Regions from separate parts of the Hordeum vulgare genome. Here regions 2 and 3 are each linked to region 1. The links are chromatin contacts, called in public Hi-C maps. All regions are on one chromosome and are shown on one strand. The core of a region is the stretch at or near the end of the contact, and the rest is flanking DNA. Distances in the headings are between cores, read along the strand shown.

Region 1 (3,480 bases), core at 572-3,071:
AGGTTATTTTCGCCTGATCTCTCCGCCTAGCCATCGAAACTTGTTGGTGCTCTAGGGTACGGAGGAGAAGACCTCGATCTACTCTTCCACCAAGAGAAATTTGATTATCCTCACTAACTCTTTGAAGATCTTGTTACTCTTGGGTGTTTGAGCATCCTAGACGGAATAGGTGACCTAGAATCCACAACCTGTTGTGGTGAAGATTCATGGTGGTGTTGGGAGCCTCCAATTAAGTTGGGGAGATTGCCCCAACCTTGTTTGTAAATGTTCGACCGTCGCCTTCAAGGGCACCACTAGTGGAATCACAACACCTCGCATTGTGTAATGGCGTGAGGAGAATATGGTGGCCTTAGTGGCTTCCTGGGGAGCATTGTGCCTCCATACCGCTCCAACGAAGATGTACTTCCCCTTAAAGGGAAGGAACTTCAGTAACACATCCTCGTCTCCATCGCTTTCACTTGTGGTTACTTCTCACATATACTTTGTGCAAGTATTTATTGTGTTATATCCTTGCTTGCTTGCTAGTGCTGTTGTTAGCATCATATAGATTGTTCACCTAGTTGCATATCTAGACAAGCCTTTGGCTGCTAACCCTAATTTTTTAAAAGAGCTAAAAATTAGTAGTTGCCTATTCACCCCCTCTAATCAACCTCGAACACATCTGAATCACCAGTCATGTTCTGATCGAGGGGCTGCGAGTCCTCGACATAGGAGGCCGCGATCTGGCTGTCGGACAGGACAAGGGCCTAACTAAGATCTTGTGTCTACATGGTCATATACTACAGTCGCATCACGCATAGACAGTAAGCATAACATAGACAACACCACACCATCACAACCTGACGATCTATGAAAGGAGGAGCTTACATGTTAACTAGATATGAATCCATCATCAATAGATACGACAACCAATAGATACGTCAACATCAGAACTAGCTATGAATCCATTGTGTTCATCACAAATAGCTACTCTAGCATGCTACAAGTCTTACACAACTAGCTATGAATCCATAGTGTTCATCACTATCATACTACTCTAGCTACACAGATCCAGCACAAAATAGCTACCACTACATCAAAATCTAGCATATGCTCACAGATCAATGCAAGTCAACCCTACGACCACATTCTCTCAGATCTAGCTAGAATGAACACAAAGAAAGAGATGATTGAACTCACACAGGCCATGGTTCCAGCTCGGGGGAGGGGGGAGGGTCGGAGAAATTTGAGGACATGAGTCGCTGCCGTTGTGGACCGCCGATCGATGAAGGACCTCCGCTTACCTGGTCACCGGTGTCGATGCGCATCGGCGGGAAAGCTCGACAGGGGGAGAAGGGTGGCTGGGCTTTGAACGATGAGAGGATGGGGCTAAATAGCACGACCGAATTGAAGGGAGGTGAGCCGAAATCCTCGAGCCGATTTTTCAGAGATGCACGCAAGCTCACGCCACGTCGCCCCTCCCCCTGCTTCACACGAGCCTCGCTGTTGACAAACTGCCAATCCAAACGTAGTTTTTGGGCTTGACTCGGAGTGAAGTCCATGTCGTACATGCCGAACAATATATGGAGGGTAATGAAACAACCAGAATCCTTTTCACACGGACCTGGTTGGGCTTATGCATGCAACCAAACGCGCCCATTAATGATCCAATAAAGTTTGTTCTTTAAAGAAAACATGAGAAAAGTTTGCCGGTGAGTGTTGAAGACTACCGTCTATCCGGCAAAGTACACGGGGCAGGGGCGAATTCGTAAATTTTCGAAGGATTTCACGTGCGTGTATTCTTTTAGAAACCGAATACGAGGGCCGCCCCCGACTGCCCGAGGAGGCACACACCACCTGGAAGCATCTGGAGGCGTGGCACCGCAGCCGCAGAGCAGCCGTCGCCCGCAGTGACCAGCCATCACCCCGCGACGCCGTGCACCTCGCGGCGGCGGAGCGCATACCAGAGCGCGCAGTCGATCGGGGGGCGCCACTGATGGACCCGTCCGACGTCGAGATGGAGCCCGCGGAGCATCCGCCCCAGCCCCAGCCACAGCAGCCTCCGCCGCCGCAGCCGCAGCCAGCGGCGGCCGGAGATGGGTGGAGCATGCTGTCCCGCGCCCGCGGGCTGCTCCAGGAGGGCCAGCCGTCCCTCGCGCTGCAGGCGGTGAGAACCCTCCCCTCGCTCTTTCTGCCCTCGCATCCCCTCTCCCCTTCCGCCTCCATTTCGTGCGCTTCGTGGCGTCTCGACCCTCGCCGTGCGTTGCAGAACGGGAAATCAGCGAGTTCCACACCCGCCAGAGGCTGATCACGCGATTAAAACGGACGCGGTGGGTTTTCCCCGATTTCAGTTTCGCTTTGGACCGTCTTCTCTTCTCCATGGCGTAATCCGCCTTGGGATTTCGCGCGGAGCGACAAACAGGGGTTAGGTGTTATGATTCGTTCTAGGTCTTAGGGTTCTAGGCTCTGAGGTTTAGGGTTTGTTAGGTATGATTCGTGCCAGAAGATGCTTAGGTGTTTGGGTGGGTGCCTCCCTACTTACGCGCACCTGTTCTTTTCGGCCATATTCCCCTTAGGCTAGCATGTTTGTTCTCATGTTTCTCCTCCTGAGAGGTAAAAGGGAGGAAGATTGTCAAGTGATGCACACACAGGGAAATGCTTCCACTATGTAAAGCGCTCGTAGGCTCGTACATACCTCAGACCTGTCAGTATTTCAACTTGCTATTTACTAAACGATTTCTGTTAGCACGCTGAGTAAGCTCTAGGGATGGTGTTTACAAACTTATGAGAACTGAGCTTGCAAAGTGGACAAGTAGAACAGATGCATTGTAGCCTACAAATCTGTTCTGTTAATCCTTGTCTAGATCTCATATCCCATTTGTAGATCTGTTTTGTTAATCCTTGTTTAGATCTCAATACCGTTTTGTAAACCTGTTTTGTTAATCCTTGTCAAGATCTCATTTCGGATTGTAATTGCCATGCCGAATATAGATTCGAGCGTATTCCTAGTGTCCCACACAGTTACAATAGTTTTCATTAAAAGAGTTTTGAGTTCCCGCGCAATTGTGAAGCTAGTTTTACTAATTAATTATTTTCTAAGTGTTTGAACTTCCCGCACAATTCTGCAGCTAGATTTAGTAATTTTCTTATGGTAATTGATAAGACTTGGTTTCAGTTTCATAGTGTGTTTTTCTGATGATTTGTTTGTGTCAGCACAGTCCTATTTTCTGCTCTTTCTGTTCTCCCCTAGTTGGTATGCTAGTTTGTTACCTTAGTTTCTTTCATTTTTTGGTAGTAATGGGGTACCCCAAATAATTTTCTTCATCGATTGAGTTGAGAAATGGGATGTCTATACCATTTATTATTTATATAACTCATGAACAGGGATTATTCTCCCCATCCTCTGGCCTCTATTAGTTGGTGAAGTTTGTATCTGCTAGTTTTGCTGTTGTTTGGATTGTGTGCTCGGTCACCTCTCCCCTGCCTGAAATATATAACTCT
Region 2 (3,480 bases), core at 333-2,832, 510 kb before region 1:
CATGTAACAGCGAGACTCAGAACTATGCTTCAACAGAAAAAAAAAACATTGCACCACTGAAACAAAGATTTAACAATCACACAAGATAAGGTGAGGAAGGCTGAGAAAAAGTGAAAAACAGGAGTGCATACATACAGCTATTCGTTGCTGGTTCAGTCCACCTTCGGCATGAATAAAAATATACCCAGAGGTTTTGTTCTCAGGTGGGACATCTGCATTATATACAATGATGTAATAATTATCACTTATCAGTGCCCAATCATGAAAGGAAACAAATGTTCTATGAAAAATTCAGAAGGTGATTTTTTTTTACCGAAAAGTTTATGTATATAACAGAGGGTGCACATCTCTCCACTGACTGAGGTATCCTTTCTTGCAGGGGAACACTATGGTTCTACGGGGAAATATCACAAAAACATGGCTAGAAGATGTTTTCATAAGAACTGGCATTGCGCTTTACATAGAAAGTATTCTGTGCTCTGACTCACATTGCTGACAGAAGTCTATGAATGAGAAGTGCATTACAATTTTAAACCCACACTAATGTTGGCAATATTTCATAGCAATAAGATGCATTCAGTTCCCATACGCTGCCTCATAAATCTGCAACCTTACATGAAAATGAAAGTATGGAATTATGGGTCAAAACTGAACTCTCGAAGAACACTGTCATTCAGGTTTTAGCCACCCTAACAAATTTCACACATCACAGTAAACACTAAGCATACCAAGAGTTTAAATAGTTGCCATAAATCTAGGTTGTGTAGTTAAGCAATAAGCGACCTCACAGTGACTGAGTACAGCAAGGCTAAAAGTGAATGGTGCAGCATATGCTACATTTTTTGTCTTTCAAGTAGTGTCAATGCTGGACTTGCCTGAGGGCTCGTCGCTTCGACGCTCTGCGCAGGGCTTCCAGGACGCGGTGGCAGCACGTGGGTTCTCCCACAGCGAGAGAGGCTCCTTCGTCTGCGCCCAATACAATTGAATTCACCAGAACAAAAAAAAATCTCACGTGAACACGAATCGCCAGAATGGTTGCTGAGATCAGGAGCACTTCACCTGGGGGCAATGTAGCGTGATCCCCTCCTTCTGGCACAAGTAGGGCGTGTTCTAGGATAAAGAAGCAAAAAATGTAAGTGCTAGCTTGGGATTCTGATGAAACCGAGCGTAGAGAGAGGGAGAAGGAACTCACGAAGCGGGACCAGAGGGAGGGCGCGGAGAAGAGGGCCGCGAGCAGGAGGAGCGCGAGGACGGCGAGCAAGATCCGGTAGGAGAGGGAGGCGGTGGGGGTCCTGGGGTCCTCGAGGGCGAGGAGGGAGCGGAGGGGAGACGGAAGGAGCTGCCTGTGGTGATGGTGGTGCGGGGGGAGAAGTGAGGAGCGGTGGGCGTCCTTGCCGTCGTCGTCGCGGCCGCGGGCGGCGGAGGTGGAAGCGAATGGGGAGGAAGCGGAGGACGCGTCGGAGTCGCGCTTTGCCGGAGAGTTGGATGCGCGGGCGGCCGCCGCCGCCGTCGAGTGCCGAAGCTCCGCCATCGCTTCCGCCGGCGGCGCGGTGCGAGACGAGAGTGGGAGTGTGCCTGTTTCAGCGTGCAGTCTCAGGACTTCGCTTTCGGTGCGTGACGGTAGTGGGAGCGCACCTGAGTCGATCTCATGCTTCGATTCTCGATCCGACGGCTGTGAGTGGCCAGTCATCCCTGACTTGCGCAGAGCAAATCGTGGACAGAAACCGTCCCTTCCATTTGGCTATTGGCTATGGAAGTTCCACAGCCAATGTCTTTTTTGTTGAGTTATAAAAGCATCCCAAGTCCGAAAATGCCAAACCGAGGCCGAGCTTTATATAGGTCTTTATTTAAAAAATTCAAATTTCAAAAAATTTAACTTTATAAAATTCTGGAAATAAATACACATGTACCAAGATACATAATGTACATGTGTGCAAATCTTCAGGTCAAAATACATTAAAATGTGAGCTGCACAAAAAGATAAATTTGGTGTTTTTAACATATATATTGTTTATTTTTAAAGTCCATGATTTTATTTTTTTGTGCAGCTCGCAATTCAAAGTATTTCATCCTGAAATTTTTCACACATACACTTTACATACTTGCATGCATGTATATTTATTTTCAGAATTTTTTAAACTGAAATTCATGAATTTTGAAAAAAAAAATTCAAAATAAAGGGCTCCATGGAGCATGGTCTCCAAAATGCCCTACTCCCCCAAGTCCTACAACTTTGTTATATGTGATGATTTAGTCCAAATTTTGCAAAACTTGACCCCGTCGTCCTATAACTTGTTGTGTATATGATGATTTAGTCCTGGACCAATCAGAGACAGCCAACTGACAGCCAAGTGGACGGGGCGGTCGTCGCCCACACTTTTGCATAAAATCCCCTGCCTTTTTACCCATTTCACTCGTGGTCTCCTCACCGACCCTTATCCATCTGAACTAAATTTGTTGGCTCGCGTGTGGATGGTTCCTCCCCTTCTATGTGCCCGAGTCGTAGCTCCCCGGCTCACCGCCGTCGTCGCGGCCTCCTCGACGATCCCATGCTACTTGTTGCAGGCCGTCTAGATCGTCGACCAGTGGTTCACCATGGCCTTCTCGCTCCGGTCCATGTGGATGTTGACAAAGTCGGGGTCGGTGTAGTTAAACTGCAGCGACGAAGTGGGCGCGAATGGAAGGACACCACGGCGTAGAGACGGTGCATGCAAGGCTGCTGACGAGTACGCATACTGCGAGTAGTTGTACTGGGTGTTGAGGCGGGCGTTGAACGCGGGTGAGGGGGTACGCGGGTCATGGCTGAAACCGGTGGGGGAGGAACGTTGCGGCGCGCCATGCGGAAAGGTGGTGTTGGGATTATTACCACCATGTGCGACACCGTCGAAGTAGCCAGGCGAGGGTACGTACCCCTAGGGCGGCATCGGTGGCAAGAGGTTGGCCGGCGACACAATGCCTTGGCGGCCCCTCCATGCGGCCTGCGGGTTACGGCCGGGAGGATTCATCATCCCCACGCGGGGCGCTCTTCCTAATCGACCGCCACCGCCGTCGCCGCCACGTCCCTGATCTTCTTGGCGTCGAGTCTCCTCTGCGGGTCTGTTGTGACCGCCTCCCGGTGTTGCACATCCGCCCTCCACTCGGCGTCCGAAACGCCCGCCGGCCTAGCCACCGACTTCCTCGGCTTCCACTGCTTCGGTTGGCTGGAATCGGCAGCGGTGACGGGGCTAGGGAAGGTGTACTTCTTCTTCGATGGCATGGCGGTCGGATGATGGGAGCGGCGACGAGGGGGGAGATGGGAGAAATGGAGGGAAAGGGAGGAGAAAGGGGGAGAAAAAAACGGGAATAGGCCCGGCTGCCACCGACAGAGCGGACCCACTTGGCTTTTCGCTTCGACGGACGCTCCCCAGGGGGCTGGGTTCGGCTCGGGTTCGTCGGTTGTTATTTTGACCAACACCGGCGTTAAACAAGGAGTTGGGGACG
Region 3 (3,480 bases), core at 384-2,883, 300 kb before region 1:
CTCGAGCGCCGCAACGGGGGAAGTGAGCGGGGAGAGGTACAGCCGCGGAGGCGGGTGGGTTGAGATCGGCAGCGGTGGTGGTTGAGGTCGGCCGCGGCGGCGAGTGGTGTGGCGGCGGCCTGGGCACATGCCAGCGTGGCCATGGGTCGACGGGAGGAGGCGATGCGTATGGGTATAATTTTTACAGCGAATCGTTTTTTTCCTTTTGCGTTGCAGATAAATAATGGAGCGTGGGTTGAATAACAAAATTACAGGGGCTTTTTTATAAAAATGTCGTGATGGGTTTTCCGACGAAAGCAATAGCCGCTTTATTATTAGGTATAGATATAGATATTAGGTATAGATATGAGCAATTAATCTCATATCTTTTGTATGGTATATTTACTCATCAATATATACGAGCTTCACATGAATTGTTGTGTGCATCAAACAACAAATGCTGATGCCAGGGATTTTAAGCTCTTTTGGGGGGAAATTGTGCCTTACAGATTCCTTTGTTTTCTTGGCGAGATGAGTAGATGAGAAAACGAGGGAGAATGCGGTTTTTTTCCCTTACATAATTTCTTTATTTTTCTTTTGCGGAAGATGTAAATCCATTTATAGCAATAGACAATAGTTGATTTCCGATTTTCATGCTTAACCTCTTCTCGCTTGATGTCCAAAGTTAAAAAGTTTTAAAAGATCAGGAGGTACGTGTGATGCACATCAACGCATCCGGAATAAATCAACCTTTGACGATTTTGTAAGAGCCGTTCTTAGAAATACAACCCTATTATGCACATTGTTTTGCATAGAGCATGACAAATTGCTAACTGATGCGACACCCTTATTTGGATCATCCAAACTAAATTTTCCTTTGATCCAAAACATCAGTTCTCACTGTGAGCCTGACGTGAGGTGAACATGTTGGTGTAGCAATAGGGCGGACCCTATTCCAGAAGGCATTGTTAATTAATCAACATCATGCCAATTGTACAGGGCTGGACCAGCAATCATATTTGCGGACTTTTCTGAGTCAAACCTCATTAAGTTTGACCAAGTACATACAAGAAAATATCAACATCTACAAAACCAGATTACTTCACTAGATTCAGTATTAAATTAATTTTTATATAATACTCCATCCGTTTCTAAATGTAAGTTTTTTTTGAGGTTTTAATAGATACTACATACAGAGCAAAATAAGTGAATTTACACTTTAAAATAGAGTATATTTATATGCATTCAGATGTAATATCTATTGAAATCTGTAATGAAGTTTTATAAAAATGGAGGGAGTATGTAATTGATATCATAGATATTTGTGGATTTTTCTATAGACTCGCTCGGTCGAACCTTTAAAAATTGATTCAAAAGAAATCCTAAAACTTCAGTTATTTTGAGTACCAGACAAAACATATATTGGAATTGATAAGATAAGAAGAGTTGGCGGTACTGAGGGAGTATGTAATTGGAATCTGTGAAAAAAATTATATTTAAGAACGGAAGGAGCATGTAACTGATTTTGTAGATATTTGCGGATTTTTCTATCGACTTGGTCAAACTGTATTTTTTTTTACTTGAAGAAATCCTAAAACTTCAGTTATTTTGAGTACCACACAAACACATATATTGGAAATGATAATATAAGAAGAGTTGGCGGTACTGATCTTTCGGACCGATCGAATGTGGTCCTTAGACCGGACTTTTATTATACTCCACACAGCGACGGCTGAGTACACTTGTTTGCAGTTGGCGTCGTCATGGTAGCTCCATCCATGTTGACTTGGACTGATTGGCTGACTCCATTGGTCGTTTCCTGCATTTTTCTCCCGCGGGCAGCAGGCCTGTGGTTCACCTTCGTTCTCATCCACGTTCAAACATACACGTCGCCGTCGCCCGCCGGACTAGCCGCCGGCCGGTGGTCATCGGTTCACACCGCTGCGCCTGCATGCGTGCCTTGGGAGGACTGAAAGGAGTCAAATAATTAATTAATACGACTACTCCGTTGATGTGATTTTCAGACAACCTCGCGCAGACGCATTCTCCTACAGCTAAAGGTGCCTCGTCACTTCATCACTTCAGTCTTCAATCCACGAATGGCGATGATGCACATGTTCTTCCTCCTGATCCTCTTCCTCTCCGCTGGCGTCATCCTTCCACTTCCGCCCGTCGTCGCCGCTGCCGACGCCGACGGCGAGCAGTTCGTCTACACCGGCTTCACCGGCTCGAACCTCGTCCTCGACGGCGCGGCCACCATCACGGCGACCGGCCTGGTGGAGCTGACAAACGCCACCACCCACCAGAAGGGCCACGCGTTCCACCCGGCCCCCCTGCGGCTCCGCGGGTCACCGGACGGCACCGGCACGGTGCGGTCCTTCTCGGTCGCCTTCGTCTGCGGCATCGTCTCCAGCTACACCGACTTCAGCACCCACGGCCTGGCGCTCGTCATCGCGCCCGGCGTCAGGAGCCTGTCGGCCGGGCTCACGGACCAGTACTTCGGCGTCACCAACGCCCAGAACGACGGCAGCGCGGCCAACCACCTGTTCGCCGTCGAGCTGGACACCGTGCAGAACATCGAGTTCCGTGACATCAACAACAACCACGTCGGTGTCGACATCAACGGCCTTACCTCCGTGGTGTCCCACGAGGCTGGCTACTACGACGACCGTAACGGCGGCGGCTTCCAGAATGTAAGCCTCATCAGCCGTGCCGCGATGCAATTCTGGGTGGACTACGACAGGGTGACCACCCAGATCGATGTCACCATGGCTCCACTTTGGATGGCGAGACCCAGCAAGCCGTTGCTCAGCACCACCCAAAACCTGTCCACGGTGCTAGCAGTGGAGCCGTCGTACATCGGCTTCTCGTCGTCGACGGGACCGGTGAACACCCGGCACTACGTTCTTGGTTGGAGCTTGGGCATAGACGGACCTGCCCCGGCGATTGACGCCGCCAAGCTGCCAAAGCTGCCGCAGCTGGGGCCCAAGCCTCGCTCAAGAGTCCTGGAGATAACCCTGCCAATAGCAAGCGCCGTTGTCGTCCTCGCCGTCGGCATCGCCTTGGTTCTGCTTGTGAGAAGGCGGTTGAGGTACACGGAAGTGCGGGAAGATTGGGAGATGGAGTTCGGGCCGCACCGGTTCGCGTACAAAGATCTTTTCCAAGCCACCAAAGGGTTTAAGGACAAGCACCTGCTTGGTGCAGGAGGCTTCGGCATGGTGTACAAGGGGGTGCTTCCGGCATCCGGAGTAGAGATCGCCGTGAAGAAGGTCTCCCATGGATCCAAGCAAGGGGTGAAGGAGTTCGTCGCGGAGATTGTAAGTATTGGCCGCATCAAACACCGTAACCTCGTGCAGTTACTTGGCTATTGTCGGCGAAAAGATGAGCTCATTTTGGTGTACGATTACATGCCAAACGGTAGCCTGGACAAGTATCTATACGGCCATGGAGATGGAGATGGCATGACCTTGGATTGGGCTCAAAGGTTGCATGTCATCAAAG

What was found. Hi-C and Micro-C count contacts between places; a contact is called where the count stands out from the background.
Region 2: a Hi-C map of leaf shows a contact between it and region 1, with 4 times the contacts expected there. The contact joins the promoter of LOC123401593 here to the promoter of LOC123403346 in region 1. A contact is called at or near these places in 2 of 6 Hi-C or Micro-C datasets (leaf and seedling) and 1 of 1 datasets of contacts at active chromatin or transcription factors (embryo).
Region 3: a contact with region 1 is called in a Hi-C map of seedling, with 4 times the contacts expected there. The contact joins the promoter of LOC123404478 here to the promoter of LOC123403346 in region 1. A contact is called at or near these places in 3 of 6 Hi-C or Micro-C datasets (leaf and seedling).

Annotation. Positions count from the first base shown.
Region 1 is chr6H:90,464,901-90,468,380 of MorexV3_pseudomolecules_assembly, reverse strand. It overlaps LOC123403346, which reads left to right and starts at 1,821. Exons shown (of 2, transcript XM_045097289.1): 1 at 1,821-2,146. The coding sequence starts at 1,976.
Region 2 is chr6H:90,976,406-90,979,885 of MorexV3_pseudomolecules_assembly, reverse strand. It overlaps LOC123401593 (protein PECTIC ARABINOGALACTAN SYNTHESIS-RELATED-like), which reads right to left and starts at 1,582. Exons shown (of 11, transcript XM_045095419.1): 1 at 1,193-1,582; 2 at 1,060-1,110; 3 at 876-966; 4 at 136-212. The coding sequence starts at 1,531.
Region 3 is chr6H:90,762,721-90,766,200 of MorexV3_pseudomolecules_assembly, reverse strand. It overlaps LOC123404478 (L-type lectin-domain containing receptor kinase SIT2-like), which reads left to right and starts at 1,633. Exons shown (of 1, transcript XM_045098411.1): 1 at 1,633-3,480. The coding sequence starts at 2,079.